2 separate regions of the Sus scrofa genome follow, and region 1 is linked to region 2. A link is a contact called in public HiChIP or PLAC-seq data. All regions are on one chromosome and are shown on one strand. Each heading gives the region's core, a stretch centred on a gene start, on an enhancer-like site or on the middle of the called end of the contact. The rest is flanking DNA. Distances are from core to core; before and after follow the strand shown.

The links. HiChIP or PLAC-seq counts read pairs in DNA pulled down with a chosen protein or histone mark.
Region 1: an H3K27ac HiChIP or PLAC-seq map of alveolar macrophages shows a contact between it and region 2. The contact joins the enhancer-like site here to the promoter of CAST in region 2. A contact is called at or near these places in 7 of 47 Hi-C or Micro-C datasets (alveolar macrophages, embryonic fibroblasts, liver and 4 more) and 2 of 2 datasets of contacts at active chromatin or transcription factors (alveolar macrophages and skeletal muscle).

What each region holds. Positions count from the first base shown.
Region 1 is chr2:103,325,786-103,331,729 of Sscrofa11.1, reverse strand. CAST (calpastatin) reads right to left here. Exons shown (of 31, transcript NM_214067.1): 7 at 4,859-4,915; 8 at 4,364-4,477; 9 at 2,986-3,069. Among named protein-coding and RNA genes, the nearest start is that of CAST, 72 kb to the right of the region's middle. Within about 2 kb of position 4,124, at least 1 of the 83 cell types and tissues checked has an H3K27ac peak or open chromatin away from gene starts, as enhancers often do. A contact at or near this core is called in alveolar macrophages, where this site is marked.
Region 2 is chr2:103,255,192-103,261,360 of Sscrofa11.1, reverse strand. It overlaps CAST (calpastatin), which reads right to left and starts at 4,708. Exons shown (of 31, transcript NM_214067.1): 1 at 4,679-4,708. The coding sequence starts at 4,708.

The DNA.
Region 1 (5,944 bases), core at 2,875-5,374, 71 kb before region 2:
CGGGCGCAGGTGCACAGCTTAAGGAAGTGCTCACTCTCATAGGTGCTGGCCCTGTACTGGCACAAATCTGGCAGGGGTGCCTTCCTTGCCTCATCTTAGGGTTACCCACCTAGTTCATTCAGATGCTGAGGCCCCCCAGGTTATCTGAGATTTTACTTCACCTTTGCCCACTGCAGCCGATCATTTCCCAATACCTCTGCAACGCCTACGGCATCACTTCCCACTCCCTCCAAGTTCTCATTCAGTCTAAATTCATTCAGACTCACCAGCACTACTGAGAGCCCCTGACAAGCCTCCCACCTTCTTATCTCTATTCCATCTCATCCCAGCCACTGTGGCCGCTTAATCCTTCTGCTTAATCCTTCTGCAACATCACCCCATCTGTTGTCTCAGTTTGGAGATCCCCGGTGGATCAGTGGGTTAAGGATCCAGCACGATCACTGCTGTGGCTCCAGTTTGATCCCTGGCCTGGGAACTTTCGCATGCCCCCAGTGGAGCCAAAAAAAAACACAAGTGCATTTCCTGTTCTCTCGTCTTCAATGTCTATTTGCAGCCGGTTGAATCACTGTCATGTGGATTAACACACTCAGCCTTCTCCATAGCAACTCCTCGACCTATCTTTCTGGTCTTAGTCTCACCACTCGCCTCTCCTGTGCTCCATTCACACTGGAATGCACTCTATGCCCAGATCACATTTTATATTTTTTTCTGCCTTGTTATGTTTGCAAGCCCTTGATCCTAGCTATCCTTCCATGCTGGTCCTCTCGGGTTCCCTAAACCAGACACAATCCCTCTGTTCCTGAAACCACAAGCTCCGGGGGTTTTCATCTGCCTTGAATGCATTAATCTGCCTTGAATGCAGCCCCAGGTACACAGGCTTCTCCTATCCCTAGAGGGGCCAGTGTGAAGCTCAGTGTCCTGCAGAATCAGACTACAGATTACAGGGCTTAAACATGCAAGGGACTTAAAATGAAAAAGCATATCTGATCAGTCCTTTTCTCTGAGAGACAAATCCAAGGCTAAGAAAAGTGAACTGAATTTCCACAAATCGCAGCATAAGTCAACACATTGCATAATTCCATATAAATCTCGCCTAATTTTATTCTTGAGATTTCACTGATAACCCTGCCTAAATAATACGTGGCATACATTTTCAAATCTTGATTAAACTTAAAATATATTCTAAGAGATCTAATCCTCTGACTTAAATCTATTTTCCAAACCACGGCATCACGTATCCCTCATCAACACTAGAGCAGTGCCTCAACTGTCTTTCTGGTCTTAGTCCCTGGGGTGGGGGCAGGGATCTCGAGGCATGCACAAAATTAAATTAAATTTAAAAAATTAAATTAAAATTTTATTTTTTAGTTTAAAATTTTTTAAATTTTTTAAAAATTAAAAAAATTTCATTTTTTAAAAATTTTTTTATTTCCCCAATACATTTTTTTTTCTACTGTACAGCATGGTGACCCAGTTACACATAAATATATACATTTTTTTCCTTACATTATCATGCTCCCTCGTAAGTGACTAAACATAGGTCCCAGGACCACACAGCAGAATCTCATTGTCTATCCATTCCAAAGGCAATAGTCTGCATCTATTAACCCCAAGCTCCTACCATATGACCCAGCAATCCCACTCTTGGGCATATATCTAGACAAAAGTTTCCTTAAAAAAGACACATGCACCCGCATTTTCATTGCAGCACTATTCACAAGAGCCAAGGCATGGAAACAGCACAAATGTCCACTGATAGATGATTCAATTAGGAAGATGTGGTATGTATATACATGATGGAAAACTACCCAGCCATAAAAAGAACAAAAGAGTGCCATTTGCAGCAACACGGATGGAACCAGAGACTCTCATGCTGAGTGAAGTAAGTCAGAATGAGAAAGGCAAATACCATATGATATCACCTATATCTGGAATCTAATATACAGCACAAAAATAAGTTTTTTAATTTGAGTATTTCCATTTAAAAGTTTATGTGAATTTTGCCATCATGGCCATGGGATATCCGCATTCGTTTTTGTAAAAAATAATGTGACTTTTCTTTTTCAAAATCTGAGAAAAACTGATGTTTCGGGGAGTCAGGTCAGACTTTTATCCTGTGGCTTTCCTTAGCATCTGGTCTGCAAGGAGATACTGCTTCCATTTTGAGAAGCAGGAAAATAGACACTACTTTTTTTTTTTTTTTTTTTTTCCTGTTTTCATTCCCAGCTTCTGAAGGTTCTTCAGTGAGTTACTTGTAGCTTCAAGAGAAATAAGTACTAGCATTTCTAGGGTGATATGGCTTCCAAACTGATTACTAACTTTGACCGCTAACTCTGTGTTGCTATGGGTAGAAATGATAGACTATTTCTTGTGTTCCCTTTTCAGGCTGGAATCTGAAGTAGCTCTTCAGAAGATCTCAGAAAGGTGCCCCTCACTGGCCAGCAGGGCACATATACTCCGTCCTGAGAGGGCTTGTAGATGCTCCTCTGAAAACCTCCTGTATCAATTTATGTGGGTGTCATGGCAGTACCTGACTTACTAGTTTCAAGATAGCAGTGTCCCAAGTTGAAGGCTGAAGGTAGTGCTTATTCAGATGCTCATGGCGGTTTTATGTGCTTCATTTCAAACCCATAAATCTTGAAGGCAGGATCTGCGTCAACTAACACTTTAACTTCGTTGGTACTGATACCAGGCCTTATACGATGCAGTGCTCAGTAACTACTGAATATACGAATCTTAAAATAATGTTTGGTGTCTTGTTCCCTCTATACCTTTAGATGCATGCTCCTCTTCATAAAGTTTCACATATGAAGCATTCAGTTTTAGCAAATGATGGGCTGTTTGGGTGTGGCAGCACCAGAGCACTGAATGGTTAGACAGAGCCAGACTCAGGTACAATGAGGCTTCACTGAGCGTGTTTCTCATAAAAGAGACCTGACGAGCATTATGGCCCATGTACACGTTCCATCTTTTCTGGGTGCTTACCGTCTCAGCTGGTTTGCCAGATGCTGCAGATACACCAGTAACAGAAAGCTTTCCATCACTGGGGGTCGGGTCCTGTGGTTTAGCCTAAGGATAAAAGATTGACAGAACTAAGTACCTCTGAGTGACTGTTTTCAAGATCATACATTTCAAATGTCACTACTGAGCCAGTCTCTCCCAGAGAAGGGTCATAGCTTCTCCTGAACATGATGCAGGGCTGGTCCATCAAGCTGGACTCAAGAGCTTACAGAGCCCATGCAGGGAACACACACAGGGGAGGTGGGCCACGTAGGCACGTACCGGATTGTAAAGGCTCTAGTCATTTGTTGCCACAGGAACCCACTGTTGTCAGATGTTCTCATTTTTCAAGAGAAGCTACAAACTTAATTTTCTGTGATATATTTTGACCTTCATTGTTGACGGCTAATTAAAAATCATTTTCACTGCTGTAATTCAAAGTACACATGTAGCTACAACTGGTGGACCACAAATGTGCCATCTTTGATACAAGGTATATTGATTGCTAAGCAGGTCTAGTTCTTGTCTTCTAAGAACTCTCAATGAAAAAGTTCTTCTCAGAGTTCTCTTTGTGGCTCAGCGCAAACGAATCAGACTGGCATCCATGAGGATGCAGGTTCCATTCCTGGCCTTGCTCAGTGGGTTAAGGATCCGGTGTTGCCGTGATCTGTGGTGTAGTCACAGACACTGCTTGGATCCCATGTTGCCGTGGCTGTGGTGCAGGCCAGCAGCTACAGCTCTGATTTGACCCCTAGCCTGGGAATCTCCATATGCCTTGGGTACGGCCCTAAAAAGACAAAAGACAAAAAAAAAAAAAAAAAAAAAAAAAAAAAAAAAAAAGAAAGAAACAAAGAAAAAAAAAAAGAAAAAGTTCTCATAGTTGTTTATTCTTCTAATAGTTGATGCCCTTTAGCTCTGAAAATACAGAATTATTTCTGATTTTGGGCATGTTAGTTGAGCTCTCCTACTGTAACACTCTAAAAGCACAAAGACTTCCAGGTAAAGAGATCATTCAAGGCATCTGAGTTCCCATAGCCCACAAGAAGGTCCAGGAGGCAGCCTCAATCCCAAGCTGCCAGGATGTGTGACACCAGGGCCAACTGCCTCATGTCACAACTGGGTGCTGCTCGGCAATGGGGATTGTGCAATGGAACATCCCCGGACCCGTCCGATGACTTTCTCGGGCCTTTCTCAGCCCTAAGTTTCCACAAGGCTATCTGCGACACCAGCAAAATGAGAGCACCAAATCATTACTCCACAAGCTCTGCGGATTCATCCACACATATCAGTGTAGAGCAAGGACTTCTATCTTTTTCCCTAGGTGATGTTAGGGTTTTTTTCTCTATCAATCTGCTTTAGTTACCTTTGGTTTTGTTGATTTCTCTGATGTTGGCTGCTCATTAGATCTGGAAACTGCTTTTTCTTTATGAGCACGCTTGCTCCCTGCATCTGCTGAGTGCGTGGGTAGGCTTTTTGGCTGAAAACACACACACAAACACCACATGTTAACAGCATGGCAAATACTGCTACTTTTATCTATGGAGTAGAAAGTATTCACAAAATTGTGTTTTATGTAGCTTTGAATTGTGTAAATTTAAATGAGTAAGATATGTATGTGACAAAATTTCACTTTGAGTGCAAAATTTGAAACCATGCAAATCCTTCCAAATTCAACAAAATCACATGAGCACGTTGCAAATCCTGATGATGCCACAGGGTGGTGCTATTTTAGTGGGAAAATAAAGCCCGCCATCCTTCATAGGACTTAAATGATTAGAGTTCAGCATGTTATCCTTCACAGGAGGAAAAAAAAAAAGGCTTCACCTTATGTTATCAAGACCCAATGGTGATCATTTACCTCTGGGTGTTCCTTTGGCTTTACTTCTTGGGTTTTTTTCTCATGAACCACAGATGGCTGTCAATTTCAAAAGATAAAATCTTAATTACATTGAAGTCCACAGTTCTCACATTTCCAAACAGACGCAAAAACAAAAGCCCCATTAGATCATCCTGCCTCTCTCAGGAAAGGTCCAGTAGAGAAGCAGATGCTGTCTGGTCAAGAGCAATCCTACCAATACTCTGATAATGATGATTATTGAAAAAATAATAAAAAACGTAGTATTTAATCTAGCATAATTTTTCAAATAGGTATATATCTCTAAGTTATTGGCTGTTTTTGACAATTCAAGCAGGTCATTTGCTAACTGCAAGTCCCTCCTTGCAATTTTACAGAGATGTAAAATGATCACTCTGACCAGTGAGTTTGTTGACGGTGGATCCTACTTTAGAAATTAAAATTAATTTTCAAAAAAATCCCTTTTCATAGGAGATGAAGAACACCATATTTTCTCAATTAAATAATGTATACAGTCTTTTCTGAATTGTAAATAGAGACCACACATATCACCAGAAACCCATTCTCTTGAGACTGAGCAACCAAGAACATTTAAATACTGAATAAAAAGACACCTTGCACCTGGCTGCTGAATTCTTCTGTTATAGGGGGTTATGTAAATTACCATCCTCAGGGGCCACCAAGAGGCCTTACACACAATTATATAAGCCTCATCTTCCACCTTCACTGCCCTCCCACCACCACTGTTACATGCACTTACAGTACTTCAGCCCAAATCATCTTTTGGGCTTTCTTACAGGAAACCGTGTGGTCTTATCTGAGTAATGGTTCAAATGTCTTTGAAGAAATAATGTTGGCACCTTACTGAAGAGAAACATTTGCCCTGCCTGCAGACAACCTGGGACCCATCTCCACATGGACTGCGACTGGCTTCGAGTCTAGACAGCCATGTGTCAGGAAAGCAAAGAAAGCCATTCCCAGGGAAAGTTAGAGCTGTCTCCTGATTAATAGATAACTAGTTCCACCCATGGAAACAAGAATACCAAGATAAACCCAGGGCCTCTTAGGAGAAACTCTCATCTTGAAGTT
Region 2 (6,169 bases), core at 3,459-5,958:
CTGAGGAATAAAAAAATGATTGAATAAAAGTAAGTAGTGCCTAGGAGACCTGAGAGACATGATCAGACCAACCTACATGTTAAGAGAGTTACAAAAAAAGAAGAGGGAGTTCCCATCAGGGCTTAGCAGTTAACAAATCTGACTAGCATTCATGAGAACACAGGTTCAATCCCTGGCCTTGCTCAGTGGGTCAAAGATCTGGCATTGCCATGAGCTGTGGTGTAGGTCACAGACGTGGCTCAGGTCCTGTGTTGTTATGGCTGTGGCACAGGTTGGCAGCTACAGCACTGATTCAAGCCCTAGCTTGGGAACCTCCATATGCTGCAGGTGCAACCCTTAAAATTTGACCAAAAAAAAATTATTTGAAGAAACAATGGCTTAAACTTTCCAAATCTGATGAAAAACAAAAATACAAGCAACTGAGAAACTCAACAAATTTCAAGTAGGATGAATTCAAAGTTCACAGGGAGATATATCAAACTGTTGAAAGACAAAGACAGAGGATCTTGAAAGCAGCAATAAAAAATGATTTGTCACATATAAAGCATATTCAGTAAGATTATAAGCAGATTTCTCATCAGAGATGTTGGAAGTCAGCAGGCAGTGGGACAATCGTTGGCAAGTATATGAAGAAATTAGAATCCTCATGCACAAGGGGGAGGAAGGTGAAATGGTACAACCACTGTGGAAAATAGTAAGGTGGTTCCTTAAAAAATAGCTAAACGTGGAAGCAACCCAAGTGTGCATTGACTGATGAATGGATAGACTATATGCATATTTTTTTCAGCTTTAAAAGGAAGAAAATTGTGACATATGCTTTAACGTGGATCAATCTTAAGGGTCTGTGCTAAGTGAAATACGCCAGTCACAAAAAGACAAATACTGTATAATTCCACTTATATGAGGTTCCTAGAACAGTCATTATCATGGAGACAGGAAGTAGAATGGTGGTTGCCAGGGACTGAGAGGAGAGGACAATGGCTAGTTACCAATCAGTGGGCCTTAAGTTTCAGTCAAGGAAGATGAATAAGCCTTACAATCTGCTGTACAATACTGAACCTATATGCAGTGTATACTTAAAAATCTGTTAAGAGTAGATCTCATGTTAAGTGTTCCTACAACAGAATTAAAAAATGATAAGGAAAACAGGAACTTAAATACAGTCCTATGTATTTACACATATGTATGTAAATTGAATGAGAACTTATCGTTTGATGTGTATACAATTTCAGTGTTGCAACAAAGAAATATTTCTGGAGATAGAGGATAGTGATGGTTGCACAGGAGTGTGAATATATTTAATGTCACTGAATTTTACAGTTACAAATGGTTAAGACAGTAAATTATATATTATATGTATTTTGCCACAATAAAAATAAAAGCCCTCAAGGGAAAAAAGTAGAATAAAGATAGGTTGCTTAGAGAGGTCTGTACTCCACTGAGACAGCCTACTCAGAAGTAATTACCCACCTGCTCACCTTGGAATCTCAAATGGCCACCCACTGTTTCTACCCCCAGCAAACTACATCATTGTTTAAAAAGTACTTGTAGAATATAATTAACTTTCTGGGAAGCGTCAAAACTTATTAAAGAATAATATCATCAGATGTTATTCTTAATTTAAAAGTCTTCTCTGCAATGGGAAGCAAGCCAATTCAGAAACTGCCAAACAAAAGAGGAAAGTTATGTCTGACCTCCATTCTCCTTCCACCTTAAAGCGTATACCCCTCTCACGGAATCTACAATTCCTTACTCCTAAAAGTCACGGCAGCCAAGTGGTCTGTCCTGTCAGGGAAGGCTTGTGACACTCTTTCTGGGCTGGCCACAATGATGGAGCCTCCCAAATGACTGGGCTTCTTGATCACGCTGCCGCTGGACTAAGAAACACCTTTAATTAACATGGCCTAATAAAGTCAGCTTATGACTCAGCAGTGTGATTACTGTATGTCAGCCAACCAGATTTACTCTTCTTCATACTTCTTCATTGTGAAGCTCATCATATGCTCTTCAAATCTAGCTTTGTAAAGTTTTGTTTTAAAATTTTTACCAAAGCAACTTAATTCATCAAAAGATAAGATCAATATATTGATGGTATGCAGTGGGGGGAAATAGACATTGTAATGTTTTACTGACTGGCTTTACAGGTGGCAGTCCCTTAAACAAAACACATCATAGATACATCTTTTAATTATTTTATCATATTCTGCCTAATTTTTTTTTTTTTAATTTTCAGGGCCACACGCCCATAGCACATGGAAGTTCCCAGACTAAGGGTCAAATCAAAGCTGTAGCCACAGTCACAGCAATGTGGATCTGAGCCACGTTTGCAACCTACACTGCAGCTCACAGCAATGCCAGATCCTTAACCCACTCAGCGGGGCCAGGGATCGAACCTGTGTTCTCATGGATACTAGTCAGATTCGGTACCACTCAGCCACAATGGGAACTCCTTATTCTACCTAAATTTTGAAAGCTATGTCAATCACAATCTTTGTCAGTATTTAAAGGGTTCCAGTAAAGATATTTTAATTATAGGATTTACCAAAACTATTATATATATTATACATATATATATAAATACATACATCTTTTATATATTGTATTTTTGTATAAAATTTTTGTGTAAATAAATTGCATAAATCTTATATATAATAGTATATAAAAACATAAATATCATGTATGTGTGTGTGTTATAAATTGTCTCCATAGATCTTCAGCGGATTTATGGATGGGCTTTTATGTGTGTATGTGTGTACTTTGTTGTGGAAAAATGGTTCACAAATTTCATTTAATTCTAAAAATGTTCTCTGATCATGCCTTCATAGCCACCTAGCAAAACCAGTTAGAAACCCACGTCTAAAACTATACTGGTCAATACCCGATCTATTAGCCACTCATGCCTATTGCTCACTTGAAATACATCAAGTATGAATTGAGATGAGCTCTAAGTATAAAATACATGCTGGATTTTTAAGAATTAATATGACAAAGAAGATGTATAATATCTCAATGATTTGCACATTGATTGTTGAAATAACAATGGTTGGGAAATAGAGGGTTAAATAAAATGTTATTAGCATTTACTTCACCTGTTTCTTTTTGCTTTTGTTTATGTGACTACTAGAAAATTTAAAATTACATATATGGCTCACACTATATTTCTACTGGACAGCACTAGTTTGGGCAAAGTCAAAGCTTGATCATAGGCAGTTTGCTGATTCAGGAGGTTCCTACTAGCAAAAAAAAAAAAAAAAAAAAAAAAAAATTCTAATAGTTCCAGAATTATATTACAAGAGAAGTTTTTAGCTAAAATGTCAAACTATGCCTAAACATAACAAGGTTAAAAGCATAGATTTAAACAATCTTCATCCAGATATTCCAGCATAATTTCCTTTAAAGAATCATGAATTTGAAAGAAGACTGATGTCAGCCCTGAACCACTGCCATCCATATTTGCAGGTAATTCAAGTTGGGCATTTTTGATAAGAACCTTAGGACAATAATGACGCAAAGCAAACATTTGCTTTTAGAACATCAATAAGATGAAACATTTTAAAAACCCAGAAAGTGTAATGGGAAGCATTCATGAAGAAACATCTTAGGGGAAACAGGAATTCCCAATCATTAAAGGCATATAAGCATGGTAATTTGATTCATGAATCTACTCTTCACCAACTCTTATGTGGTACTTATTACCACCCCAATTTTATAGATGTGGAAACAGTTTCAAAAAGGTTGACCCATTGCCCTGTGAGAACAAGAATTCTGTCTGGTTTTCCACTGTGTACTTCAAGACTAGTACTGGGTCTGGCATACATTAGATACTCAGTGAACACCCATTGGCTGAAAAGGGACAGTTTACAGATTCCAACACAAGATTTCTCTCTAAAGAGTATCTGATAACAACATCCTAGCACATGCTGAGAGGACTCATTTTAAATTTTTCACCATATATCAATGGGATATAACTATTTTTATTCTGTTTACAAAACTTTTGTGTATTTTTTGGGGGGGGGGCATTGTAACATTAAGTCACACTTCCTGATTCAAAGCCTTACAAGCACCAGCTTGACTGGCTATCACACCTAATTGTCTGGAAAGGCATTCAATGCATTAAACAAATGAAACATCTAGGTCCCTCATCCAAAGTAATAAAACACAGAGCAGAGGCTGCTCTCTCATTCTAAACATCGGTCTTGATGTCAGTTTCTTCTGCTCCTTGGAGTTTTGGATTTTCTACTTGCCCTCATTCCAGCTGCCTCTCCTCCTTTGCAGTGGAGAATGTACGTCCAACAAGCCTCTAAAAGTTTTGAGCTTTACTTATGCCTTAAAAACAAACACTAAATCTGAGCTCTCTTGAGTCCAGTAGGAGTTCATTCAGGAATCCGTGTCCAAGGGCTGAATTCCTCCAGCAACAATTCCTGTTCCATTCAACTTGGGAGCGTGAGCACAGCCTGGTGCTTTTGCTCACACCAACGACTTGCACGTCTGAGCTAGCTTGCACATACCACAGCAGGGTGCGTCTCACCCTCTCCAGGAGCCTAACCTGAAGGTCTGAGAGGAGGTCACAACTGGTCCCCACCCCTTCCTCACCAAACCCTGGACAATAAACTGGCCTGCACGCCCAGAAAGCACATTCCCTTCCCGGTCCTGCCCAGGCACGATCACTCCTATTTACCGTCTTGTACCACCAGCTTGCGAATGCCATGGCGACAACCAATTTGCTCTGAGTCGCGCAGAGTAGAACCCGGAGAGGACGCGAGAACACGGGATGCAGCGCAGAAGGGGTTTGGCTCACACTCCTCCAGCCCTGGACCTGGTTGGTCCTGAGTTCTGTAAGCCCCACTGCTGCCAGGGAGGAAGGCATCTGGGCGGGGCCGAGGTAGGGCCCCACCCCCACTGGGTTGAGCCGGCCCCGCCCCGCCCCGCCCCACCCCGATTTGGCTCTAGGCCGGTTAGGGAAGAAGTGTTATTTCTCCAGGCAGCCACGCCCTGCAGTCCTGACTTTTATCACTTTACGAAAAAGACCCCCACTCTCTGGGGGTCCAGATGAACTTTATTCCCCTTTTATCCTCATCTGCTTTTTACCCCAGTCTCAGCAACCAACTTTTCCCCAAGTGGGCCACCTTCAATCTGGTTTATGCCACGCCCTATGCGCTTGGCCGAGGCCCGGCAACCCCTGGCCACCTCCAACCACCTGCCCAGAGGCTGGTACAGAGTCTCGCATCCTTCTCCGGCCCAGGAGGGGGCCCATGGGGCATCTGGCCCTGGCAGGCTACCCCAAAGGAAGTAGCGCATGGCTCCGGGGGCCTGGGGCCGAGGTCCTCCCAGCGCCCAGCCCTGTGGCTCTGGCAGGAGTGCCACTCACCTCCTGGGTGTGGCGGGCCGCAGCAGCTCGCCGGGGACGTGGGGAGGCTGCGGGCTTCTGGCCCGGCTGGGACATGGTAAGGCCTTGGAGAGCGCTGCCTCCGGGAGGGCACAGCGGAGACTGGAAGGGAGAGGGAGGCCCGGGGCGGGAACGCTAGGAGGGAGGGAGGGAGCGGAGGGCCCAGCGGGCGCGCCCGTGAGGCAGCTTTTCCGACCCAGCCCCGAACCCTGCGTGGGGGCTCCCCCTCTCCTGGCTGGGCCCTCCCCTTCCTGCCAGCCACTGGCTGAGCCTGGGCTGCAGCGGCCCAGGGCTCCCGCCCGCAGCTTAACACTCTCAGCCTGTACCTCTACCCAGTGTTGCCCCCTCTCCCCAACACCCCAGGTCGGCTGAGATCCCCAAGAAAGGAGGAGCTGGAGGTCTCGGGGTTCCTCCTTCGACTTGCCCAGACTTGGCTTAAGATTGTGCAATGTGAGAGCGGGACCGGGCGTGGCCTGTCTATGCCTCCAACCTCCTGCCTAAGAATCTCAAGAATTAGACACCTTTTCTGCTATAGGAGAAGAATTTACCAACTGAAGTATGGCCCAAGCCTGGACCTTCTGGATCAAAAAGCATATTACAAAAACAAACTGGTGCGTGTGTGTGTGATTTAACTTGGCAGGGGTGTGTGTGTGTGTGTGTGTGTGTGTGTGTGTGTGTGCAGTTTTGAAAGTTTAATGATGTTTTACAGGGAGGAAGCTGTAGGTTCTAAACCAAAATAAAGAACATTCCCAAACTTAACCCCCTATACTGCCTTTTTCTGGA